7 separate regions of the Mus musculus genome follow, and all the other regions are linked to region 1. A link is a contact called in public HiChIP or PLAC-seq and promoter capture Hi-C data. All regions are on one chromosome and are shown on one strand. Each heading gives the region's core, a stretch centred on a gene start, on an enhancer-like site or on the middle of the called end of the contact. The rest is flanking DNA. Distances are from core to core; before and after follow the strand shown. Region 1 holds the start of Hsf2bp (heat shock transcription factor 2 binding protein). Region 2 holds the start of Rsph1 (radial spoke head 1 homolog (Chlamydomonas)). Region 3 overlaps Slc37a1 (solute carrier family 37 (glycerol-3-phosphate transporter), member 1). Region 4 holds the start of Pde9a (phosphodiesterase 9A). Region 5 overlaps Pde9a (phosphodiesterase 9A). Region 6 overlaps Pde9a (phosphodiesterase 9A). Region 7 has its middle 33 kb from the start of Wdr4.

Region 1 (3,301 bases), core at 442-2,941:
AGTTTTAGAGTCTAAGCACAGCTAACAAAGGTCTATCGGGGAAGCGGCGATCCTGCTACTACCTCCATTCACTCGGCGGGCTTCCCTGGACAGACTTGAGACCCAGGAGGAAGGCCGTCATCCAGGCAGCCCAAGGCTGACGACAGCACAGGGGCAGCCCCCACAACCAACCCCCCGCCCCGTTTCCGCCAAGATAGTGCCTTGAGTTTTGATGTAGCATTATAGAGGGGGTGGCCAACCTCCCAATGTCCTGGGACAAGTGCAAAGGTGGAGAGGAGACCCTTGCAGCTTTTTAGGGCAGGTGTGAGATTTGTAGAGGAGCGAGAACAACCCATCCCTGCAGCATCAGGGGCACTTACAGAGGTGTGGTGTAGTGAGCAATCCTTTTTTGCAGGGTCCTAGGATAGATCTAGGGGTGTGTAGTGGCAAGACAGCAAGCCTTCCGCCGCATCTTGAGACAGGTGCAGGCTTGTTGAATGGGGAATCAGCAAATCCACACACACGACGTCTGGGTGAGATGCAGGGATGTCTATTGTAGAGGGAAATTTTGAGGATCTAACTTGACTCTGTAAGTCCTGCATTCAAAACACACAGTTCTAAGCAGTGGGTAGTGAGATTTTCAAACACCAGGACCAAAAATGCAAGCTGGGGAGCAAATGTTTTTTTGTTGTTGTTGTCGTTGTTTGTTTGTTTTGACTCACATTCCATATTACTGTTCGCCATGGAAGGAAGCCAGGACCAGACCTCACCCAGGACAGGACCCTGGAGGCAGGAGCTGATGCAGAGGCCATGGAGGGTGCTCCTTACCGCCGTGCTCTTTGCAGTTTGCTCAGCCTGTTTTGTTTTTGTTTGTTTGTTTTTTTTTTCGAGACAGGGTTTCTCTGTATAACCCTGGCTGTCCTGGAACTCACTTTGTAGGCCAGGCTGACCTCGAACTCAGAAATCCGAACCCAGGACCACCAGTCCAGGGATGGCCCCGCCCATAATAGGTGGGGTCCTCCCCATCAGTCACTAAGACAATGCCTTACAGGCCTGCTACAATCTGATTTTATAGAGACATTTTCTTTACTGAGGTTCCCTCCTCCCATGACTTTAGCTCGTGTCAAGTTGACATAAACCAGCACAAGCGGGAACATACTAAACCAACATAAAAGAAGGCTTTTAACAATTGTGCAAACTTTAGGGACATCTAAAACTCTACGTTATCAAACATGAGAATTATTAGATTAGTATATTCTTCCAAGCTTTGGTGATTTAATTTTGATTTTTTTTTTTTTACCCCCATGTAGCCCAGCCTAGATTTTCCCATGCTATGTAGCAAGTTTGTCTTGAACTCCAGCTTCCGCCACCCAAGTGCTGGCACAGAAGCACTTGGGGCCAAGGGACGATGAGGTTTTCCCTGCGCGGTTTCTCACAGTGTATAGGTTTGGTTGTAGCATCTTCTCTCTAAACAGGGAAGGACGGATTCTGCTTGACTCTCAGGCCTCACTTTGCAGGTAACAAGTCTGAAACGCAACTGAAGTAGGAAAGCTACAGTAGAATCCAGGTCCATCTCATCCCTGGACCCAGAAAGCGAGAGTGAAGAGCAAATCGTCGAGATTTGAACCTTGTGGCTTTCCGTATCGTGGGGCATCTTAAGATTCCCGCGTTTTTGTGTGTGCGTGTTAGCGAGCTCTGCGCAGGCGCACGAAGCTGAGGCAGCGGCTATGGCCGCAACCGTGGGCGACGGGTCCGGTACTGAGGAGGCCTGCCGGGTCAGTGGGTGCCCTACATATGGGAGCTGCTGCTGATTACTCCCCTCAGGGCGGATCCAGTGCCTGAGGAGATGTCCCTGTAGCCCTGAGGGGACCTGGCCAGGAGCTGCGCGAGGGTGGGCCAGGGCCGGAGACAAGAGGCACAGTTCCAAATCATCTGCGGATGCCTCAGGTTAAAAAGTGGTAGCCCAGGCCTTAGGCCTTGAGGCTCCGGGGAGCCGGAGCTGAGAACTCACTTATCTGGGTTCTGCCCCTGATGCCCCTTCATGAGAGGGCCTGGTTAATGCCTACTTCCGGTAGGATGCCATTGTATGATGGTGTGAATGTTAGGGGTCAGCAAAAGCCAAATGCGGCCGCAGGGATCCCACCCGAGCGGTTCAGCCTGGGGCGCATTAACTTGCAGGCATTTTCTTTTGGCTTTTAGGAATATGAGTTCGGTTTTTCCCCTTACGTATTTCCATTCCCTCCTCCACCATATTTGTTCTTACTGAATCAGTCTTGACATGTTGCTCAGGCTGGCCTCCAACGCTTGGGCAAAGCCATATTTCACCCTCAGTCTCTTGAGAAGCTAGGACTGTGGGTGTGAATCATCACCCTTGTCCCCGTCATCATGGCCCTCTGTATATAAAGCCCATGTGTACACACACATCTATATCCATATATGTGTAACAGGAGGGACATTAGGTGCCAAGAGTGGTGGAAGAGACTGTAACCCAGCACTATGGAGGCAGAGGCCTACACACTGCTTAGTCTACATAGTTCCAGAACAACCAAAGCTACGCAGTGAGACCCTCTCAAAAACCAAATAAAAACCTTAACACACACACACACACACACACACACACACACAGGTACGTATGTAAACACATTTGTGAGGCAATTATGAATGTAAGAGGCATGAAAGAAAAACACATTTGTGAGGCAATTATGAATGTAAGAGGCATGAAAGAAAAGGGAGCAAGTCGATTTGGGATGCTAGTTCTAGTCATCTGAAGAGAAATACTACAATGCTAAGATCTACTTGTTCTTTTAGAACATGGAATCTAAAGAAGAATTTGTTAAAGTCAGAAAGAAGGACCTGGAACGGCTGACGACGGAAGTGATGCAAATACGGGACTTCTTACCCAGAATACTAAATGGGGAGTTACTGGAAAGTTTCCAGAAATTAAAGATGGTAGAAAAAAGTGAGTCTTACCTCATGCATGCCACTTGTCTTTGGGTGGGCAGGGGAGTTGAGCGAAGTTCAGGATTGCTAGGACTTGTCTATCCAGATGTTTGACATTTGAGCAACATACCAGATATGAGTCTGGAACCCTGTTAAATTTTTTGGGAGGTATTTGGAGCTTTTGTCAGCACTTTACCAATTGGGACTGGATTGCAATGACATCAGCTTTTGGTGGGTAAGGCTAATTTTTCAAGTTACATCTGACTGCCAGCTCTCATAGTGTGGCTTTATAGTGTACACCTTAAAAACCCAAGTAATGGTTAGAGCTGTAAGTCCAAATAAGGAAGTATCTTTTTTTCCCCCATTTATTTATTTATTTATT
Region 2 (3,301 bases), core at 438-2,937, 760 kb after region 1:
GCTCATGTATAAAACCTAGTGAGGACAGTTTGGTTACCTACCATACATCACAGTGACAGTTTTACCTTGCCTTCCTGTTGCTATGGTAAAATAGCATGGACCAAAGCAACTCAGGGGCAGGGATGGCTTATTTGGCTTACGGGCTGAAGACCTAAGAGGAGCACTACCTACTGGCTCATGCCCTCTGGCTTGCTTACACATCCTAGAGATGGTGCCGCCCACAGTGGGCTGGGTTCTCCTCCACCAATGAGCAATACCCACCACAGACATTCTCACAGACCAGGACACAATTCCTCGATTGAGATCCCTTCTTCCCGAGTGTGTTGGGTTGACAACCAAAATTGTCACAGTGACAAGGACAGTTCACATGAAGTGTGAAGAGCAGATTCTAAAGGTTGCACCCAGGAGTGATTACAGTGGTCGTGTGGCTGTGGCTGTGGCTGTGGCTGTGGCTGTGGCTGTGGAAATCGGCACCTGGTATGTGTGTGTGTGTGTGTGTGTGTGTGTGTGTGTGTGTGAATTGGAACACTGCATACACATCAAGGCACATTAGCATTTTAAATTGTCTGTCCCAAGTTATGTTTTACGTTTTATTACACGGGGAGACAGCTCTTTAGCCAATCTTTGGGGAGGAAAAAAAAGTGTATTGGTGTGCTTTCAAGTGTGGGCAAGCAGGTATTCCAGGGAGCTGGTGGGCTAGAGCAGGCAGAAGCCAGAAGTAGGAACTAGAGGATTGGGCGGTTTGGTTTGTTTGCAATGTAGCTAGTGCAGGGAGGGGGGATCTTGAGGACATAGAGGGAGCCTGTGTGTGCTTGGGTTTCTGCACAGAGGAAAACTGTGAGACGGGTAGGAGGCCAGATACCGGGACAGAAAGTCTAGCTTAGCAGGAAGGTCTGAGCCTGGGATGACAGTATAGGGGTGGGAGGGGACCCAGAGGGGCCTTGCAGGGTAGAATGTGGCACTGGAGGGACCTATCTGTAAGAGACAGTCAGTGTGAATAAGTGGGTCTGAGTGGGTCTGTATGCGTGGCATGACAGGCTGGGCCTTTGAGAGGAAGCCCACAGGCACCAGAAGACAGAGCAGAATGAATGTGGGTTCTTTGCGAGAGAAAGCTCAAAAGTAACCTGAATTGGTTTGAGATGTTAAACCCTGACCCGGGTCAGTGAGCATGAGTTTGAGTGGTCAGAATTCATCGCTCCAGTGTATACGTGTTGACAGGAAACAGAAAAGACTCAAGAGTACACTCATCTAGAGACCACAAACATCTCAGTGTAGATGAGCCTGGGAGGGTCCTTGCATCCACGGGGGACCCAAGGGATTGAAAGGCAAGGCCTAGATTTGAGATACATCTCTCATCCTAATGGCGGGTCTGCTTTTTCAGGTGGTTCCTTGTAGAGCCCACAAACTAGACTACTAAGGACATTCCCCAGGCCAGTGACACTGCCCATGTTAGGAGGCCAGGTCTGCGTGGGTACCAAGTCTGCCAAGGCCCCGCCCACCCCCTCGTCCTGGGCGGCGATTGGCAGAAATGCCCTTCCAGTTGCTAGGACACTATTCCAGCTCTTGGCTCCTCCCACGCTTCTTTTGCAGCCGTTTTCCGCCACTCTTTCAGGCGGAGAGCCAAGTGGGGCGGGCAGTGTCTCCATGACGACGCGGGACGCGCGTGGGGGTGGCTGGTAACTGCTTGATAGAGACGTTGCTCCTGAGATCCTGTCTGAAACCAGATCATGTCGGACCTGGGCTCTGAGGAGTTAGAGGAGGAGGGAGAGAACGACCTTGGGGTGAGAGCTCTTGACCAGGGAGGGACTTCTGGAGTACGTCGCAGCTCCGGAGCGGGAGGCGTGGGGACCGAAGGGCCGAAAGGCCGGGGACAGAACCACGCCGGCCACACTGGCGGCGCTGAGTCCAGGAAGTCGCTTGAAAGGTGAAACGCCGTGACGTCTAGTTTCCACCCTCCTTCCCCGCTCCCATCCCGCCTCCCATTAAAGGCGAAGATTTCTAGGCAGAGGGTATGAGTTAAAGGGATAGAGAAGGTTGCCTCCTGACAACTCACCACTGTGCTGAGGTGGCCCGGGCTCTCAAGGTTTCACCATGTAGGTCTTGAATCAGTGTCTCTGAACCATCCCAAGTCATCGGGATCACTTCCCTAGTGTAGACAACAGAGGGAAGGCAAAGGACCCATAGCCAGGATGTGCTCTCATGGTGAGTGCATTGTGGGCCGGCTGTTTATCCTTAAATCCGAGAATGACCACGCCCTGGCTGACAAAGTGGGGACTAGGCCTGCTGTGTGTGAGCAAACGGGAGTTTGAGCATCAACTGAAGAGCCCAGCCCTATGCTCTGTAATGCAGTGTTGGTACCTGCTCAGACCTCTTTGCAGGCTTCCCTACTTAACTTCTTCATCCATGAGCAGGAGCAGCTTGGTCAGTGGGAAGATGCAGGAGTGCTTTGGAGTCCCTTGCTCCCAACACCAAGGAGCTAGTGCAAAAAAACAGGACTCTCTCAAGTGTGAAATCTAGACCTCATGGTCTCCGTGCTGGAGGCTGGTATTGCACCTGAAGTTTGCAACATGCGCCCTGGCTTAGCTGCCTCCTTTCCAATCTGACAGACCTGGTTTCTTAGGGTTCTCCTTCCATGGGGAAGATGGCTCTGTCAAGTAAAGTGCTTGCTGAGCCACATGGACCTGAGTTCAGATACCACTATCATGTAAAGAGCTAGCACAGGAGGATCCCTGGAGCTGGCTGGCCAGCCTACCTGAACGGGGGGGGGGGGGGGGGTGTCCAGCTTTCAGTGAGAGACCGGTTTCAAAATATAAGGTGGAGAGATTCGAGGAAGACATTGCATGTCAATCTCTGGTTTCTAGAGATGAGCATGAACGTTCACATGAGCAAACACCTACATGGTCATGGATATACCCACCTTACTGCACATCACACACACACACACACACACACACCACACATACACACACATACCCCATACCACACACACCACACACACACACACACCACACATACACACACATACCCCATACCACACACACACACCACACATACACACCATACCACACACCTCACACACACACAAACCACACCATACACCATCCACACACACTCTCTCATGAGAGACACAGAGGTCATTAATCTACCCTCTGCTTCTGCTCATACATATCTGATTTACACACAGTCTCGTCTTCCATCGGGGTTTCCGGTTTGTTCCCCGCCCGCTCCTACTGATTTGTAACATGTTTAAGCCTGTAGTCAAGACACCAAACCACCTTTAGGTGAACTTAAAGAATGTCTC
Region 3 (3,301 bases), core at 500-2,999, 720 kb after region 1:
CATACATACATACATACATACATACATACATACATACATAAATGTAACTTAAAAAGTTAAAAAAAAAGATAGTGGATCCTATCTTTGGTGACCTAAATTTTTACTCAAAAATGCCGTAATTTTCTCAAATTTTCACCTATTGAATATGTCCATGCACTTTGTTTCCCCTCTGGGCCAGTATAAACGATGCTGCAATAAAGACATTTATACTAGCTGGGTGTGGTGGGACATGCTGTACTCAGAAGTCTGAGACAGGAATGCTACAGAGTTCTCAAGGCCAGCGGGGTTTCCCAGTAAAACCCTGTCAAAACGACAACGGAAGATGCTTCTGTGTTAATTATGGATGCTTGTTTTGATAGCTTTGACCAAATGCCTGAGAAAAATAACTTATAATTGGGTGTAGTTTGGCTCTTGGTTTGCTAGGACAGTGGGCTGTCTTTGGCCTCAGGTTTCTGAGCTGTGGGAAGGCGGGGCATCGTGGTGGGCGGGGCCTCGGCAGGATATGCTCTTCTAAGACCCACCCCCCAAGTGATCCATTTCCTCTGGCTAAAGGGATCTTCCACAATGTCCCAACTGTTCAAATTGAATCCAGTGGTGCTTAATCTACTGACAGGTCAGCGCCTTCGAGATCTACTAGGATTCTCTCACCTCCTGGGCATCACTAAGCCATCAAGCGACAAGGTTACCCATCCCAGGCAGCAATCTCGGAATTAAAAACAGTTGTACCCTCCTCTGTTTTAAGCATTTTGCCTGCTCTCGCGCAACAGCCTAATACTTTGATTATGGTACTTAAAGATGCACTACTTTTTTTTTTTTATATATATTTTTACTTTGTTTTATTTAAAAGTTATCTTTACCGGGGCGGTGGTGACCCACGCCTTTAATCCCAGCACTTGGGAGGCAGAAGCAGGTGGATTTCAGAGTTCGAGGTCAGCCTGGTCTACAGAGTGAGTTCCAGGATAGCCTGGGCTATAGAGAGAAACCCTGTCTCGAAAAAAAAATCTTTCTTTTGGTTGTTGTTGAAATAGGCTCTCTCTATGTAGCCCTGGTGGCCCTGGTACTCCCTATGTAGGTAGACCAGGCTGGCCTCGAACTCTCAGAGATTTTCCAGGCCTCCAGAGTGCTGGTATTACTGGAGCACTTTATCATGCCTGCCTTTTGGTGATTAATTCCTAAGGAGTATCTTTTCATATAAACTTTAGGATTCTTTTATTTGATTAAAAACTTGGCTGGGTGTGACGGTACAGGCATGCCTTTGATCCCAGCACCCAGGAGGCAGAGGCAGGCAGATCTCTGAGTCTGAAGTCAGCGTGCTGTACTTGGTGAGTGCCTGGCCAGCTAGGGCCACGCAGAGAGATCTTGTCTAATGCGGAAATCTCTGCTGAGGTTTTCCCATGACCACAGGAAGCACTGGAACTTTTCAGAAAACAGCTTTCCTTGACAGCGCTGGCCTTTTTAATTTTTGTTTTCTGTTTGCCCTGGCGTGGGTTTTGTTGTTGTTGTTTTGTTTTTGTTTTGTTTTGTTTTTCCATTTTCAATTTTGTGTGCAAAGAGGGCTGTCAACAATTATCCTCAAGCCAGCCTCCTCCAATCCCTCTCCCTCTCTCTCTCTCCCACCCTTCCTCGCTCTTCAGGGACCATGCAGTAACCTTTCTGAGAAACCATCTATTTACAGATTCTGCTCTGGCCCAGCCTGGAGGAAGGTCCCCCCAAATTCCCCTCCATTGGGATATAGACCCCATCTGCCTACCAGCCAGGGAAAACATCTGCCTCAAATAAAGATGTCTGGCTGCAGGCAGAGATCATGAGAGGGAACAACATTGTCCTCTCAGCCCCAGGTTCATCAGAACGTTTTTAAAGGCACTATTTTTTTTTTAAATCAGAGAAAGATAAAAGCAATCAGCAACGGTTGAGGCAAGTGTCACCCTGACTGACCTGATGTCATCAGTTGACAAATGAGTCATGGCCATTGGGCGAATCATGGCCCGTTCTCAGTCAGGGTCTAGTAAGCAAATGTATTCCAGTTTTGTTTATAATCTTCTGGGAAATACAGACTGCAGATGGTGACTCATGGGGTCCCTGATAGAATCATCCTCGTTCCTGGATCATTTGTGTCATTTATAGCGGGAGCTGCAGTAGCGGAGGCTGCATACTTCCCAGGGCTCTGTGATGTCTAAATCATAGGTGGAGACAGCCTTGTCTGTATCAGGAGGCAAAGCAGCCTTTGGGATTCAGCATAAAGCTATTGTATACCCGGGTTCACTAGAGAGCCTGACCATATGCAAGCAATTAGTTGCCCTGGAGACTCCTGGGCAGCCCTGTTAAGAGCAGAGCCCAGGGACTAGACTGATGGCTCAGCAGTCCTGAGCACTGGCTGCTCTTCATAGGACCCTGGCTCAGTTCCCAGCATCCTTTTGGGCAGCTCACAATTGTTCATCATTCTAGATTCAGGCTCTCTGGCACCCTCTTCTGACCCTGAAGGCAGGCATGCATATAATGCACATGCATACATGTAGGCAAAACACTCATACCCATAAAAAACCCTAAATCTTTAAAAAAAATAATAATAATAGAGGGCTGGAGAGATGGCTCAGCGGTTAAGAGCACTGTCTGCTCTTCCAGAGGTCCTGAGTTCAATTCCCAGCAACCACATGGTGGCTCACAACCATCTGTAATGGGATCTAATGCCCTTTTCTGGTGTGTCTGAAGATATAGCCACATACACATACATACTCATATACATAACTTAAATAAGAAACAAGAGCCTGGAGCCAGGGGACCAATGTAGAAGACATTAAGGTGAGCTCCCTTCCTCCTGACAACAAACACAAGTCCTTTCAACCATGGGCTCTGAGACTTTGATTCAAACTAAGGCGCCTCTTCAAAAAACCTAGAGGTCCCAAGGGTCACTTCTGCATACCTAAGGCAAGGAGAGTGTGACCTTGACCTGTGTTCATCAGAGTCCAAGGGCAAGGTCCTGCCCTGGAGACCCTCCAGTGGCCATGCCCACCTCACTCACCATTCCTGTCCCACAGGCAATGACTCCGTGGTGACACTCTGCCCTCTACCTGGTACTGGACGTGGTCCCTCGCCCACCCATGTAGGCCTAGCATCAATCCCGGAAGCCCCGGCAAGGCTCCCTGACTATGCTTGATCCCATGCCTTCAGTGATCCCAGAGGCCCCTTGTAGGTGTGGCCTGATGTTTGCTTTCTGTGATATGCCTCTGCCAGGAGCTAAGTGTGAATTCTCTAAGCAGGAAGGAATCACAGAGACAACATTCCAATTTCCAGGGCTGGTCAC
Region 4 (3,301 bases), core at 275-2,774, 650 kb after region 1:
CAGAGGAGCCCAGAACTGCAGAGCCAGCACCCACATCAGGTCTGCCTCCACCCAGGGCTATGTCTTTCTAGCCTAGTGTAGGTACCTGTCCCCACCCATCCCAGGCTTGGCTTATAGGTGACCTTTCCAGAGATTACCCAAGTTCAGGTATGTCCACTGGAAAAGCCCACCTTCCCCACAGTGACAGACCAGTCTGATCAGGAGGGCCTAAACCTTTCTTCTACTTTCCGTGCATTGCTGAGCAGCTCTTTGAGGACCTTTGAGGAGAATTTAGGAAGGACCTACCACTGCCGAACAGGTGACACCTTCTCTTTCCTCTTTAAAGAGCTCAAAGAAGTCCAGCAATATGGCTTAATGACAAAGAGTTTGCCTCATATGCATGAAGCCCATCCCTTGCGCCAAAATTAAAACAAAACAAAAAGCTTTAATAAATTCTCATTTAGTGGGATGGGGGAAATGTATGTGTACAGATATGTGCTTTGTATACACACTGTGCATACATGCATGAACACATCTGTGCTCGTGTGGACTGAAGCAGGAAGACACACAAGGAGAGCCCTTCCTTCCTCTGGAAGGGGCGGCTGTTAAATCTCTGTAGTTGTGCCTTTGGAGTCAGAGCCTGCACCTGCCCTTCCTGCTTAAGTAAGAAGCTGAGCAGTGATGCTTGAAGGTGCCTCTCAGGCCACCCCAAGTCACCGAGCCTATCAAAGGGCCCACCTTGGAGGAGGGATGGGACTTCCCATTTTCCCAGGATCAGGCTGAGGAAGGTAGGTTTCTCCTACTGGGGAAGCAAACCAGCCAGCTAGCTAAGAGAGCGCACACCTGAGAAAGGAGGGCCCACACCCAGCAGGCAACCCTCCTTAGCTTCCTTTGCTGAGTCCACAGCAAGCTGCCCGACTTTCCTGAGATGTCCGGGTGCAATTTCCCCCCACAAAAAAAGGCGTTTCCATAGGCACTTTAGGAGGAGCTAATGAGACACCCCCTTCCCCAACCGTCCTCCAGGCCAGCTTGCCCATTGTCCCTTTGTCAAAATCAACAGAAGTCAAGGGCACTCTGTGCCCAGAGAAGGGTCTTTAGAAGGGCTGGGGAGGGCCATGAACAAAAAGGGTCTGTGGCGAACCGCACTCCTACGTGGCTCAAGTTGGTTGGGAGGACAGCGTACGGCACAGTCAAAAGCGGGTCCCTTCAGTCGCCGCGAGGCCACAGGGTGCAGAGGCAGGATCCCCCTCAAGACTGTCACCCTCCACCTGGAACCGGCCCCGCGGGTCTGCACCGCAGGCTGCCGTACCTCCCGGGGCGAGCCGCCAAGATCAGCTTGATCCGTGGGCTCCGAGCCCGCGGTGGGGACACCTGCGCCTATTAGGGCGCACGGAGGCCTCGGAGGGAGGGGGATCGGGGTACCTTCTGGATGCGTCCATCGATGTCTAGGTAGATGGCCTTGGGCCGGTAGCTTGAGGAGCCGGCCCCCATCGCGCCCGCAGCTGCACTTGGACTTTTTCACCTTACTTTCTCGCCGCGGCCGCCGCGCCGGGAGGGCGGGGGCGGGGGGAGGGGCGGGGGCGGCCAGCCAACCAGAGCTGGCAGCTCGCGGCCTCCACACGCCCCTCCTCCCACGGCGCTGGCCCGCCCCGCCCTTCCATCCCCTCCTCTCCCTTCCCTTCCCTTCTTCAATCCCTCCCCTTCTCCATCCTCCTCCTTTCTCTCCAAGGCTCCTCCCAAACGCCTCTCCCCCTCCTCACTCATGCTCAGCTCCTTCGTCCCCACCCTTTCTCCTCACTCTCCCATGTCTGCCCCCTCCCTCCCAGCCTTTCCCCCATTATTCCTGTCTCCCAGGCTCTCCTCTTTCTCCCTCCCACCTCCTCCTGCTTTCTCTGCCCACCTTCCTCTATTCCGTTCTCTCGCCCCTTCTTTTCCTTCCCCTACCCTGCTTCCCTTTCTGCCACCTTTTCCCTTCCCCCTCTCCCCTTCTTTCTCCCTTTTCCTCACCTAGGGTCCCTTCCCACTCTCTCATCTCTCTTCCCCACCTCCCTCCTCCGGCCCTCTCTTTCTTTTCTATCCCTCCCCATCCCCTCCCCTCCCCATCTTCTCCTTTGATTCCTGTCACCTTGACAGCCTGTTTCTAAGGTCCCCTTCATACATGCCCACTGTGCCCTTTAGGGTGATCAGAGATCACCCCTATAGACAGACACCAGTCAGTTAACAGCAGTCATTGGGCTGAGAGCTGTGGCTGTGGCCCAAAGTGCTGGGAAATCAGCTCTCCCTCCCCCCTACTACACCCTCCCCTTTTACACACCCCCATCCTGCAGTAAAGGCCACCCTCACTTAATTTGAATCGGAAGTGGGGAAAGTTCCTTCCCCAAGCAGCCTGTGCATTCCTGGAAGGGCCGGGAAGGCTGTTTCCCTCCACCTGGAGTTGACCGGGCAGCCCCGTTCCTGCCCTTTAAGCAGAGGGAAGGTTGCCCAGTCAACTATCTGTTAGATGCAGCACTTCCCTTACCAACGCCCCCACAACACTCACATATACTTTTGCTATTTTTCATGGGGATTGGGGGGCACATGGTAAGCCTGAAGGGAGAGAATTTCAGGTCTCCTTGGCCTCTGGACACAAATGACTCTCTGGGGCTTTCCTTGTGGGAACAGCTGGAGGAGGGGCTCTGCTGCTTGTTGCTCTTGGAAGCCGCTGTCAAACCGCTGGAGAAGGCGCCTATTGTTTGTCTTGAGTGGATTTCCAGCCACACTGCCCATCTGCTGCTGTCTGGCTTGTGCTGGCTGAGAATGCCTGGGGCTCCTTATCCTATGGGCCTGAGAGGAACCAGCCTCACCAAACAGCCTGGTCCATGGCCTTTTCCTTCCCTCATTTGGCCTTTCTGGTTTTCACCTGGTGGATGGTCATTGGCCTTGCCAAAATGCTCCAGCGCTATTGGAGTCCAGAGCAGGGATGAAGCCGGGGACTTCCAAAAGCAGCATGCATTAGAAGCATAGATACCCTTACTCTCCTCCGCTGGGAGAGACCCAAAAGCAGCAGCCCGTATCCCCGAGGATGTAGGAGGCTTGGGATCCCTGCTACGCCCACTCTGAGGACTCACAAGGTGAAGGAGATAGCCATCTTCCACCTACAGGCTGTCTAGCCCCTGATCACCTTGATGGTTCTAATCCACCCTGGCTGTCTGGGGCCCCTGCCCACTCCCCTAGTATAGCTAAGTAGCCCTAGACAAAGCTTGGCAGTTGAGAATTACTTAAAAGTGACTGGAGTTTTGAGGGTGATGGCACACAGGGCTTTAAGGTGGGGTCTGACACATCT
Region 5 (3,301 bases), core at 538-3,037, 610 kb after region 1:
TTTATCGAATTCCTCGCTTGGTACCCTGTGGAACTGCGCATTCAGGTTAGATCTGGCTGAATGCTGTGTTCTGCTGGAACTCAGGGATGTCTCAGTACAGAGGGGAGCTGGACCATGCATGGCCCTGAAGCACTAGTAGTATTCAATGCCAGAGCTGTTCTTAGCCAAAAGGAAGCCTGCAGTCAGGACCACCCCTGCTTGCCACCCACATTTCTGGCTGTGGACTGCTTGACGCCCTGGCTGGCTCGCCCGCCCTGGAGGAGAATCATGAGCAAGCAACTCCAGGAACAGTTATATGTTGCATTTTATATGCTGCATCCTCTTTGTTTTTAGAAAGTAGTGCAGGCAAGGATGATTAAGGATGTGTCTATGAAGCCTAAAAGCCTTCGTGCTTTGGGCTGAAATGGCACTAAATATAGAAAATATTATTAAGAAACATTATTGTTGCTCACAAGTAACACATCTGCGTCCAAATTCAGAGCAGGAACTTGGCTTCCGAGCAAAACCAGAGTCCACACTCCAGGTTTGGCCCTGAGGGATCTCGTCCCTGCTCCACTGAAATCCTGCAGTTTTGTTGAGACAAGCTTTTGCCCAGTGGTTTGCCTGGGAGGTTACTTTAAATGATAGCTACCGTTTGCTGAGCATTGCTAAGTGGCCAGCCCTCAATAGGCATTCTGCATAAATTACATCACTTACCCTCTAAAGAGCCCTGCGGAGGTGTCTATTTTAATTCCTATTCTGCACAGGAAATGGAAGAACATGGGGCGAGATAGTTTTCCTAAGGCCACTTCACGCAGCTGGCGGATGAATGCAGCTTCAGATGGGCCCTTTATTCTTGGATTCCTATTTTCAAGTTCAAAGCTCTAAGACTGGGCTCCCACAAAAGGGATCTGCAGATCATTTAGGGAGGTTATGCAGAAAGTCTTCCAAAGGAGGGGAAACAGAGACACGTGCATGAGGAAGTGACCATTGTGGAAGTATGGAGATTGGTACTCTGGGGTCCCTTTGGGCTCCTGCATTGGTGATATCAGGAGACTGTCCTCTCGGAAAAGATGTCTGGAGCACTGGCCATCCAGTACTCCGGGTCTTCCCTGATCAGAGGAAGTCCTCAGGCAGAGGGGACACAAGGATGGAGAAGGATGTGGTTGGTGGGTTTCAGAACTGCCCACTGAGACATGGAGACGTTAAGGCCAGGCGAGGCTGGAGTCCTATGCTTTGCTGGGAACCTTCAGTCCCTTCCCCTCATGTCTGTTAGGTGTCTATAAAGAATGATGGGCTTATTCAACTCCCCGTGTATCTTGAAACAGTAACAATGTTGATGAATGTAACATCCACCCAAAAATACACAGGAAAATTCAGAGCGGTATTGCAAACAATAGCTACAAGCCTCAGGTGTGTCCCCTGATAAATGGGGGTCAAAATGTGGCCCACCCATATGAGGCACCATCAGTTACCCCTAGATTGAATGGTATAGCAACTTTGTACCACACAGATTGTGTGGCCCCCAAGATGTAACCCCAAATGCCACAGTGGCATATCTGAAACATGGGGACTAGGCAGACCTAATAGACTATGCAGGCTAGAGGCTGCCAAAGCCTGGGAGGGGAGGGGAGGGGTAGGAAAGGAAGACTCAGGTGCGGGCTTCCATGGGTGATGGAAACATTTAAGGATAAACAGGATAGATACACAATGACAACCTGTTCCACCGCGGGCTGAACCTTGGGTGTAGCAGCATGCAAATGATGTCTGAGCAAACAGGGAAGCTGAATGCAAATTCCCCGAGGGGTGGACCTCATCCTCTGTCTTCTAAGATAAGCATGCACGCCAGGCTGACAGAGCTGCTTTCTCTAGTCCAAGCGGACCTGGCGGAATGGAATGCTCTGTGTGGCAGGGCCTGGAGTTCCGTGGTGGCACTATAGACATCCCTGAAGCCCTCTCAGGGGTACCTTCTGGCCTCGGATGCCTCTGTTTTAGTCACTGAGACACTAGGCACACAGCGTGTGGGAGCATGCGCAGGGTGCAGTTTCATCCTCAAGGACACACGGCTCCTTTGACCTGGTCTTTCCTAGATCTCCAGCAAAGGCTGCCTCTATCTCCACAAGGAAGGGGGAGGCGGTGTGCCTGTCCCCAGCAGGAATTCTGAGCACTGTATATCACTGGCCACTTGCCACTTGTACCCTGCCCTCTGTCTTTTGGAAACAGCAGTGGTGCCAAGGAAGCTGCTGTAAACAAGGCCCTGGACCTCCCCTGCACTGTAGCCTAGATGCAGAGCATCCTAGCCTTACCCAGTGGTGCTGATGGCATATGCTGATGTAAAGGACTACACAGGACCTGCCTCAACCAGATGGATACCAAACTGGCAGAGTGTGGCTGCACAGGCCTGACCTAGACTCTAGGGGAAGGCTGGGGGAATGGTGGGCATACAGAACCTGCAAGCTCTCTGCAGGGTTCAGAAACTGAAGATGCCTGTCCCCAGGTTGAGTGTGACTCAGTAGTCAACAGCCGCTGTGTCTTGAGAAAACCACGGGCACCCAGCTCTTCCAGGGACCACAGGGACACTACAGGTCCCATTATCTCCACACATTTTGCTTTGCATCTTGCTTTGGGCAAGAAGTGAAACAGGGGTCTGTTTCCCTGTGGCTACTGTGCAGCGTGGCAGCCTCTGCTTTGCCTGAGGGCAGCTCAGACCAGGGTAAGCTTGCGTCTTTCATAGGATCACACTTTGGTCCTATATGGGTCTGAGGGCTCAGGACTGTGGCTAGTATTCAGACATCTTTGTCTCTCGCAGGCAGGCATGCTGCAGTGGGCTGTCAACCACAATGGTATATATTGCCATTGAGAAACGCCTTAATTTGAGCTACTTAAAATAAAAATGATGGACTACGGACACCATTGACATAAAAAAGCCTGTCCGATGGCTTCTGTCACAGCTTGTGACTTTATTTCCCTCATAAAAGGAGAAGCAATCTAGAAGCAGGGACTGTCTCCCAGTGCTAGGGAAAAAGACCCCCCCACCCACACACACACACATACACACACACTCCCTTCTGCTGCCTCCCTTTCTTAAGTTTTGGAAGGTCTGTGTACCCAGCCTTATCTTGAAATCTCAGGCTCAGGCTGTCTCCTTTCCAGCCTCCTGAGCAGCAAGGCAAACACAGACTTCCACATTCACAGAGGTTGTCACATCTGCAGACAGAAGTCAGTCTTCCCTGGCTAAACCCAGCAGGAGCAGTAGAACTCTGTACAATCCGGTGGCCAAGACTGGCCTGCCCTCTCTTCTGGAGTCACGCTAGCTCTTGAG
Region 6 (3,301 bases), core at 553-3,052, 580 kb after region 1:
GAGTCACAGGGGCTGTGAGATGCTTGGCTCTCAGTCTGCAATAGGAAACACCCATAAAGCTAGATGCTAATGCAGTCAGAGTTTACTGTTAGTTTAGTTTCTACAACACCTTTTAAAATGGCACAAGTTAAAAAAAAATCTCTTTTTGTCTTCCTTTGTTTTATTTTTGAGATAGGATCTCATGTAACCCAGGCAGGCCTCAGAACTGCTATGTAATCAAGGATGACCTTGATTCTGACCTTCCTGCTTGGTAGGATGACAGAGGTGTCTTACCACCCCCAGTTTACGTGGTATTGTTTAGAGATGGAAGCCAGATTCTCATGCATAGCAGGCAAACACTCCACCAACTGAACCACGTCCCATACTTTTTTTTTTTTTTTGAGATAGGGTTTCTCTGTGTAACATTGGCTGAACTAGAACTCACACTATAGACCAGGCTGGCTTTGAACTCACAGAGATCTGCTTGCCTCTGCCTCCTGAGTGCTGGGCCTAAATGTATGTGCCAGCACTATCCTGCTCACAGCAAAACATTTTTATTCTCGAAGATGCGGCTGGATGTGACGGTCGGTACACACGTGTGATGTCAGCACTCAACCAATGAGGCTGAAGAATCATTTGTCTGCAGCCAGCCAGGGCTATAGTTGGAGATCCTGACTCAAAAACAACAAACAAACAAACAAACTAAACAAAACAACAAACCCAGGAGAAAACCAAAGAGAAATCCCAATGTCTTCCATTTTCTCCCTAAACCCCACACCCTGGAAGCCACTCTGAGAACATCTTAGAGTGTCTTTTCAGAAGGTTCTTTCTTTTTTTAAGATTTATTTATTATTATACATAATTACACTGTAGCTGACTTCAGACACACCAGAAGAGGGCGTCAGATCTCATTATGGGTGATTGTGAGCCACCATGTGGTTGTTGGGATTTGAACTCAGGACCTTTGGAAGAGCAGTCAATGCTCTTAACCGCTGAGCCATCTCGACAGCCCTCAGAAGGTTCTAAGGCATGGAGGACACACATGGCTACACTTCTGAGCCTCCCAACTATATTTGGTGTTGGGTTAAGAAAAAGAAGAGATAAAAACCCTACAACCTGGAGGGTTAAAATTGAATCTACTTATTTTTCACAACATTACAAGTGAAAAAAGATCACAGAGCAGTAGATTAAGTTTCTTTTCCTTCAAAACTAGATGAACACACCTAGAAGGGGAAAAACCCAGGAGTCCAGCTTTGCAATAGATTTCAACTGAACCAGTGACCCCCCCCCCGCCACCCCCCCCCAGCCTCCAGCTGTGTTGTCTGAAGTCTCCCATGAGCCTGTGCGGTTTCCCAGCCTAGAATCATAAATCTTTTCCTTTTGAAACACAGCCTTCAGTTGCCTCTCTCCCAACTGCACCACTTGCAAAACCTACCAGCTTATTGTGACAGTCGCTGTACCAAGGGGATTCTAACAGATTTAGCAAATGTATAGGATTTGCTCTAGGAACCAACAGAAGGAGCCAATCAAGTGCTCCAGTGAAGCCATCTGCACCTCCACCCTGACTATGAGAGGTCCGCTCTGCTCTTGGCTATATAGGGTAACATTGTTTCTCCTTCAGTCTCTCCTATACACACATCCTCACTGTGTTCTGTTCAACGTTCTGTCTTCTGCCTTCCCTGAGAGCATATGGAAGCCCTCCCAGGCAGGAAGCTGACTGCTGGAATCCAGCTCCTTCCTAGCCACTGAGGCCTTGGGGGCAGACTGGGCTGGTAGATGCCTGCTGACCCTGCCTTGGCCAGCCACTTCCCACTCTGAGCCCCGTTGCCACAGGAACCAGCATCCTCCAGCGGGCAGAGCAGCTGGCCTAGTGCCTCTTCTTTTTGTTCTGTCTGGAGCTCATTTTTGCCTCGTTTCCTGGGCTTCCCAGCCTTCCACCCCCCGGGGCTCAGTTCATGGCCAAGGCCATTCGACTGAGACACATGCAGAAGAGTACAGACCTCAAGCCTCAGTCAGTACTCTCTGTCTGCATTACCCTACACCGGCCTTGCAGGATATTCTTTCCCTCCTTGCATGGGAACCACAGCAACCATATTTTCCCAGTAGGATATGTGTGCGCCTCTGCCCTGAATGTGAGCTGGCTATTGGAATCCATTCCTTTCAGGGAAACAGAAACCTCAGTAAGTCTAAGGAGAATACCGTCTTCCCAAGGCTGTGTACAGCCCGTCTCTTGTCTCTAGGTAGGTTCTGGTGGATCCAGCCCCTGTCAGAGTGTGTTCAAAAGTGGGCAAATGTCAGTCTGTCCTTCAGGCTCATGAGCTACTGTAAGCGTAGAGCTAGGCTCTACCTCACCTGGTCTCCTGTCCCTTTGGTTCCTTGAGGAAGGTAGTGTCTGCACCTCTCAAGGGTGCAACTTTTCTCCACAGTCTAGGTGATTTACACAGCCTCATCCTGAGGGGCGGGGAGGGGCTTGATGGCTGAGTGTGCTTCTGCACTTAAAATGGACTCCTTCCATCAATAAGACAGAAGAGGTACCACAAATACTACCTTCTCCATCCTGCATCCTGAACATTAAAGCACTGGCTCAGAATAGAAAAGTGGCTCCAGGTGCCTGAGCCAGGCCAGAGCTTCGCATCTGTTTGCTCATTTGGAAGGCAGAGCCTGAGCATCTCACCCTGTCTCTTTCTTACAAGGGACACCTCCAGTGCTGTCTGCAGAGAATGCTGTCTCTGGTGCCTGTGGAGGCACCAGAGGGCTCTGCTTTATGTCTCTAAACTGTACTTGTGGGGTACAGAGGCACACCCGTCACTGAGACAAGCCAAAAACCCACTCCAGGCAGACTGCCAGCGCTGCTGATGGGGGCTGGCACAGAGGCCACCTGCCCCTGCCTGGTGCTGGGAACCATGCCTTCTGGGGTGATCACAGGCTAAGTGAGGTCTTGGGTCAGAGGCTGTTGCGCTGGTTCCCAGCCTCACTGAGTGTCTGTCCTCCAGGTGACTCTGGTTCTTCTTAGAGGTCATGCATATGGGACTGTCCTGGCCCCTGAAGATCTACGTTCTGTCTTCTGCCTTCCCTGAGAGCATATGGAAGATTTATGATTCTAGGCTGGGATCTATGATTCTGGCTACCTTCACAGGAACAGTGGGAGTGAGCTGATCACTCAGTGTCCTATGGCTGCAAGATTCTTTGCCCTGCCCTTCACCCAAATCTAATGGAACAGGAGCTCCTTGGGCTGGAGGCATGGCTCAGTGGTTAAGAGCACTGATTGCTCTTCCCGAGGTCCTGAGTTCAAATCCCAGCAACCACATGGTGGCTCACAACC
Region 7 (3,301 bases), core at 415-2,914, 560 kb after region 1:
GTCAGCTGTGAGCAAGGTCAGGGAGGTGACATGTGCATGCATGTCCATGAGTGGACATACATGGGCACTTATGTACATGTTTGATACATACCTATAGGAACAGTCTTCTGCCCAGTGATATTTGCAATGTGATTTTTGTCTCCTATGTGACTGTGTAGGTGAGTGATCTCAGATGTCCACCTCCTTCCCTCCCTCCCTCCCTCCCTCCCTCCCTCCCTCCCTCCCTCCCTTCCTTCCTTCCTTCCTTCCTTCCTTCCTTCCTTCCTTCCTTCAGCTCCTAAGAAGTCGTACCCATGAAAATCATCCCTGAAGGTCAGGATCTAGGAAGTTTGTTTGATTTTGTTTTTGTTTTTAAGCTTGATTTTTTTTTTAATGTGAGTACACTCTCACTGTCTTCAGACACACCAGAAGAGGGCATCAGGTCCCCATTACAGATGGTTGTGAGCCACCATGTAGTTACTGGGATTTGAACTCAGGACCTCTGGACGAGCAATCAGTGCTCTTAACCACTGAGCCATCTCTCCAGCCCTGTTTTTGTTTTGAGACAGGGTTTCTCTGTGTGTCCCTGGCTGACCTGGGACTCTCTTTAGGTGGGCCTCAAACTCAGAGATCCACCTGCCTCGGCCTCCCAAGTGCTGAGATTAAAGGAGTGTGCTTCCTGGTTTCCTGGGAAGTGGTTTTTGCAGGGCACCTGCCTACATGAGCAATTTGGATCACCCACAATCAGGATGTAACACTGTGATAGGGGCCCTATATCCTGTGGGTCCAGGAGAAACTGTGTGGAGTAGTTGGTATCTATGCTGACATCTGAGGGGTGGGGGTGGGGGAGACCTGGAGTTCCTGGCTGACTCTGAGATGTGAGGCAGGTCACAGGGCAGTTCCAACGACCGAGGCAGGAAGGAGCCCAGGTAGGACTCTCACCCATTAACCTGGCCAATTCCACATATCTTAGGCATGGCAATGAGACTTAGCATGAACCAGGAGATCCTAGGATGCAGCCCAAACTTCCCACACACGGAGCTCATGGGTGCACCCAGTGCTAGGGGGAGCAGCACAGACAAGGAGAAGACCCATCAGTGACGTTGGTAGTGTGAGGTCTTCAGAAGGGCTGGGACTTACAGCTGGGGAGTAAAAATCCCGGCCTCAGCCCAGGAACAAGGTTGGGTCACCTTAGAGTACACTGAAGGACAATAAGACCAGGAAGGGGAGGGGGGCCCAGGAGGAGGGGTGAGGCTGGATCAAAAGCTTTCAGACAGATGGTTAGGGAAGGCCTTACATCAGGTATTGGAGGAGAGTGGAGACAGAGCGTCCTTCCCCCATCTAGGATGAACTTTATCCAGGCAAGGAGATGGTGTGAGGAGATGCAGGCTAGGCCGGATGATGGGAGTGTCCTGCGTTATCCACAAAGCACTGAGTTCCATTCCCCGGGGGGGCAGGGCATGAGGGAGAGGGACTGAGAGATGGGGAAGAGAAGGAGGGAAGGGGAGCCGGAGGCAGAAGCAGCCCAGGGGAGCAGTCACTTGAAGCCACCCAGAAATGTTTTTTTATCTGGAGCTTCACAGATGCAACTGACCTTTGACCCAGAGTCTGGAACTCTGGGAGTGAACTTTCTAGGGGAGAGGAGGCTGCTGCAGCTGCACAAAGACAGCAGAGGTCGGAAGCAGCAATTTTGTGTCACCTTTGGACAGGTGCTCATTGCCCCTATACACCGTGCAGGGATAGAGCACAGCAGACAGGCTTCCTCCCAGTTCCCAGGCAGGAAGCCAGGTGTCTGGGTGGTCTGCTGCAGCAGGCTCTTGAGGGCCAGAAACGCATCTGTCTTCCCCCGGGGTGAAGAACACGCAGGATTCTGTGTCTCTTTCGTCAGGTGCTACACTCAGTCATTGGACTCCATACCCATGACCTCTTAGTGCCATGCTGGGGCACCAGAACATCCCAGACTGTCGGTTATGAAAATATAACAATAACCACGAGGTTCTGAGTTCAGAAAATAAAGAGCCCCTGTGATCGATAAAGATGGTCCCACGAGGAAAATGAACAAAGGTTTGGTTTCACTGAAGAGGAAAGCTATATGGGCAGTGAACAAACAAAAACTTAGAAAAGGTACAGACCCCATCGCCATCTGCAGTATGCAAATTAAGGGGTGGAGCATCCTCCTTCATAAGGCATGCTGGGAAGCCAGAGGTATGACTAAAGACTATGGGGAAGGGTGGCCCGAGTCCTGCCCAACAAGCTAGAGACTAATTTATCTGAGAAGTGAGCAGGGACGGCTCAGAGAGCTCTGTGGTGGCATAATTAGAGTCTGGTGATGGCGGAAGACTAGCACCGTAAGTTTGTTAGCTGAATGGTTTAAGAGTTGCTTGTGGGGGCTGGAGAGATGGCTCCAGTGGTTAAGAGCACTGACTGCTCTTCCAGAGGTCCTGAGTTCAATTTCCAGCAACCACATGGTGGCTCACAACCATCTGTAATGGGATCTGATGCCCTCTTCTGGTGTGTCTGAAGACAGCTACAGTGTATTCATATATATAAAATAAATAAATGATTCTTTAAAAAAAAAAGAGTTGCTTGTGCAGAGAGGTTACGTTACTGAAGCGATATGGGCAGGTTGGAAGGCATTCGAAGGCTTCCTGAGTGACCCCAGTTAAGTCTCCAGTCTCTGGTCCTCCTGGTGTGGATGGGGCAGTATATATGTTCACAGCTCTTGTTAACCTCAGGCTGGGTGTGACTCTGGGGTCTTGGGAGACTCCCAAGTCCTAATGTCTAAGGACAGAAGCAGGTCCACCAGTCTTCTGCATTCTCCCTACCAGAGCAGAGTCCTAGTCAGTCTACTTTGCTAGCTGGCCACTTACTTAGACTGGTCCCCTTTCCTCCCCTCCCCCATTCATTCCCAGAGGGCTCAGGAATCTCCTACTGCAGTCAGTCAGGATCCCAGGCCTGGGGGCAGGGTCGGGTGGGGGAAGTCCTTGGTGGTAAGGTGGGAAGAGCAGATGGGACTGGAGGGTCTTTTTCTGGTCAGCGTAGCAGGTGACTGTCCTGTCCTGCAGGGTGACAGAGGGCTTCTGAAGTTCCTCTGGATTAAGGTGACAGACAAAAGCAAAACCAAGAAGAGATGAGGGCTGAACCGAGTAGGTCAAAGGAGATGGGAGCAGTCGCTGTGGTAAGAGGCTGAGAGGCTGAGGTGGAGGGCTTGAAATCCAAAGGCCAGCCAAAGGCTAGCCTGGGTTACATGGAAAGTTTGAGGTTAGCCTCAGCAACATGGTGAGGAAAATACACACACACACACACACACACACACACGAGT

What was found. Promoter capture Hi-C pulls out the DNA fragments that hold promoters and counts their contacts. HiChIP or PLAC-seq counts read pairs in DNA pulled down with a chosen protein or histone mark. Capture Hi-C pulls out chosen DNA fragments and counts their contacts.
Region 2: a promoter capture Hi-C map of embryonic stem cells shows a contact between it and region 1, with 2.3 times the contacts expected there. The contact joins the promoter of Rsph1 here to the promoter of Hsf2bp in region 1. A contact is called at or near these places in 4 of 39 promoter capture datasets (cranial neural crest, embryonic stem cells, hippocampal neurons and 1 more) and 1 of 9 other capture datasets (liver).
Region 3: a contact with region 1 is called in an H3K27ac HiChIP or PLAC-seq map of extraembryonic endoderm stem cells, with 3 times the contacts expected there. The contact joins the enhancer-like site here to the promoter of Hsf2bp in region 1. A contact is called at or near these places in 10 of 39 promoter capture datasets (the HPC-7 cell line, cranial neural crest, embryonic stem cells and 5 more), 3 of 484 Hi-C or Micro-C datasets (cerebral cortex, cortical neurons and embryonic stem cells), 6 of 115 datasets of contacts at active chromatin or transcription factors (T-cell acute lymphoblastic leukemia, embryonic forebrain, embryonic limb bud and 3 more) and 3 of 9 other capture datasets (adipose tissue, embryonic stem cells and liver).
Region 4: a contact with region 1 is called in a promoter capture Hi-C map of liver, with 4 times the contacts expected there. The contact joins the promoter of Pde9a here to the promoter of Hsf2bp in region 1. A contact is called at or near these places in 6 of 39 promoter capture datasets (embryonic stem cells, hippocampal neurons, maxillary cranial neural crest and 2 more), 1 of 15 datasets of contacts at CTCF or cohesin (large pre-B cells), 3 of 115 datasets of contacts at active chromatin or transcription factors (embryonic forebrain, embryonic stem cells and large pre-B cells) and 3 of 9 other capture datasets (embryonic stem cells, liver and pancreatic islet).
Region 5: a contact with region 1 is called in a promoter capture Hi-C map of the HPC-7 cell line, with 3 times the contacts expected there. The contact joins the enhancer-like site here to the promoter of Hsf2bp in region 1. A contact is called at or near these places in 7 of 39 promoter capture datasets (the HPC-7 cell line, embryonic stem cells, hippocampal neurons and 3 more), 5 of 115 datasets of contacts at active chromatin or transcription factors (embryonic stem cells and large pre-B cells) and 1 of 9 other capture datasets (embryonic stem cells).
Region 6: a contact with region 1 is called in a promoter capture Hi-C map of hippocampal neurons, with 3 times the contacts expected there. The contact joins the enhancer-like site here to the promoter of Hsf2bp in region 1. A contact is called at or near these places in 4 of 39 promoter capture datasets (embryonic stem cells and hippocampal neurons), 1 of 484 Hi-C or Micro-C datasets (gonadal supporting cells), 2 of 115 datasets of contacts at active chromatin or transcription factors (large pre-B cells and stem cell-derived neural progenitor cells) and 2 of 9 other capture datasets (embryonic stem cells and liver).
Region 7: a promoter capture Hi-C map of embryonic stem cells shows a contact between it and region 1, with 2.8 times the contacts expected there. The contact joins the enhancer-like site here to the promoter of Hsf2bp in region 1. A contact is called at or near these places in 9 of 39 promoter capture datasets (the 3T3-L1 cell line, the C10 cell line, cranial neural crest and 4 more), 1 of 15 datasets of contacts at CTCF or cohesin (large pre-B cells), 1 of 484 Hi-C or Micro-C datasets (brown adipocytes), 3 of 115 datasets of contacts at active chromatin or transcription factors (embryonic forebrain, embryonic stem cells and forebrain) and 4 of 9 other capture datasets (adipose tissue, embryonic stem cells, liver and 1 more).

What each region holds. Positions count from the first base shown.
Region 1 is chr17:32,032,898-32,036,198 of GRCm38.p6, reverse strand. It overlaps Hsf2bp (heat shock transcription factor 2 binding protein), which reads left to right and starts at 1,691. Exons shown (of 8, transcript NM_028902.1): 1 at 1,691-1,754; 2 at 2,788-2,938. The coding sequence starts at 1,707. It overlaps Rrp1b (ribosomal RNA processing 1 homolog B (S. cerevisiae)), which reads right to left and starts at 37. Exons shown (of 16, transcript NM_028244.2): 1 at 1-37.
Region 2 is chr17:31,275,682-31,278,982 of GRCm38.p6, reverse strand. Rsph1 (radial spoke head 1 homolog (Chlamydomonas)) reads left to right here and starts at 1,687. Exons shown (of 9, transcript NM_025290.4): 1 at 1,687-1,781. The coding sequence starts at 1,728.
Region 3 is chr17:31,308,434-31,311,734 of GRCm38.p6, reverse strand. All of the region lies in intron 3 of Slc37a1 (solute carrier family 37 (glycerol-3-phosphate transporter), member 1), which reads right to left. Among named protein-coding and RNA genes, the nearest start is that of Slc37a1, 14 kb to the right of the region's middle. Within about 2 kb of position 1,749, at least 57 of the 459 cell types and tissues checked have an H3K27ac peak or open chromatin away from gene starts, as enhancers often do. A contact at or near this core is called in embryonic limb bud and extraembryonic endoderm stem cells, where this site is marked.
Region 4 is chr17:31,384,457-31,387,757 of GRCm38.p6, reverse strand. It overlaps Pde9a (phosphodiesterase 9A), which reads right to left and starts at 1,524. Exons shown (of 19, transcript NM_008804.4): 1 at 1,402-1,524. The coding sequence starts at 1,470.
Region 5 is chr17:31,423,432-31,426,732 of GRCm38.p6, reverse strand. The region is part of intron 4 of Pde9a (phosphodiesterase 9A); the gene reads right to left. Among named protein-coding and RNA genes, the nearest start is that of Gm9902, 10 kb to the left of the region's middle. Within about 2 kb of position 1,787, at least 48 of the 459 cell types and tissues checked have an H3K27ac peak or open chromatin away from gene starts, as enhancers often do. A contact at or near this core is called in the HPC-7 cell line and embryonic stem cells, where this site is marked.
Region 6 is chr17:31,449,927-31,453,227 of GRCm38.p6, reverse strand. The region is part of intron 7 of Pde9a (phosphodiesterase 9A); the gene reads right to left. Among named protein-coding and RNA genes, the nearest start is that of Gm9902, 16 kb to the right of the region's middle. Within about 2 kb of position 1,802, at least 54 of the 459 cell types and tissues checked have an H3K27ac peak or open chromatin away from gene starts, as enhancers often do. A contact at or near this core is called in hippocampal neurons and stem cell-derived neural progenitor cells, where this site is marked.
Region 7 is chr17:31,477,689-31,480,989 of GRCm38.p6, reverse strand. No RefSeq gene overlaps it. Among named protein-coding and RNA genes, the nearest start is that of Wdr4, 33 kb to the left of the region's middle. Within about 2 kb of position 1,664, at least 19 of the 459 cell types and tissues checked have an H3K27ac peak or open chromatin away from gene starts, as enhancers often do. A contact at or near this core is called in embryonic stem cells and liver, where this site is marked.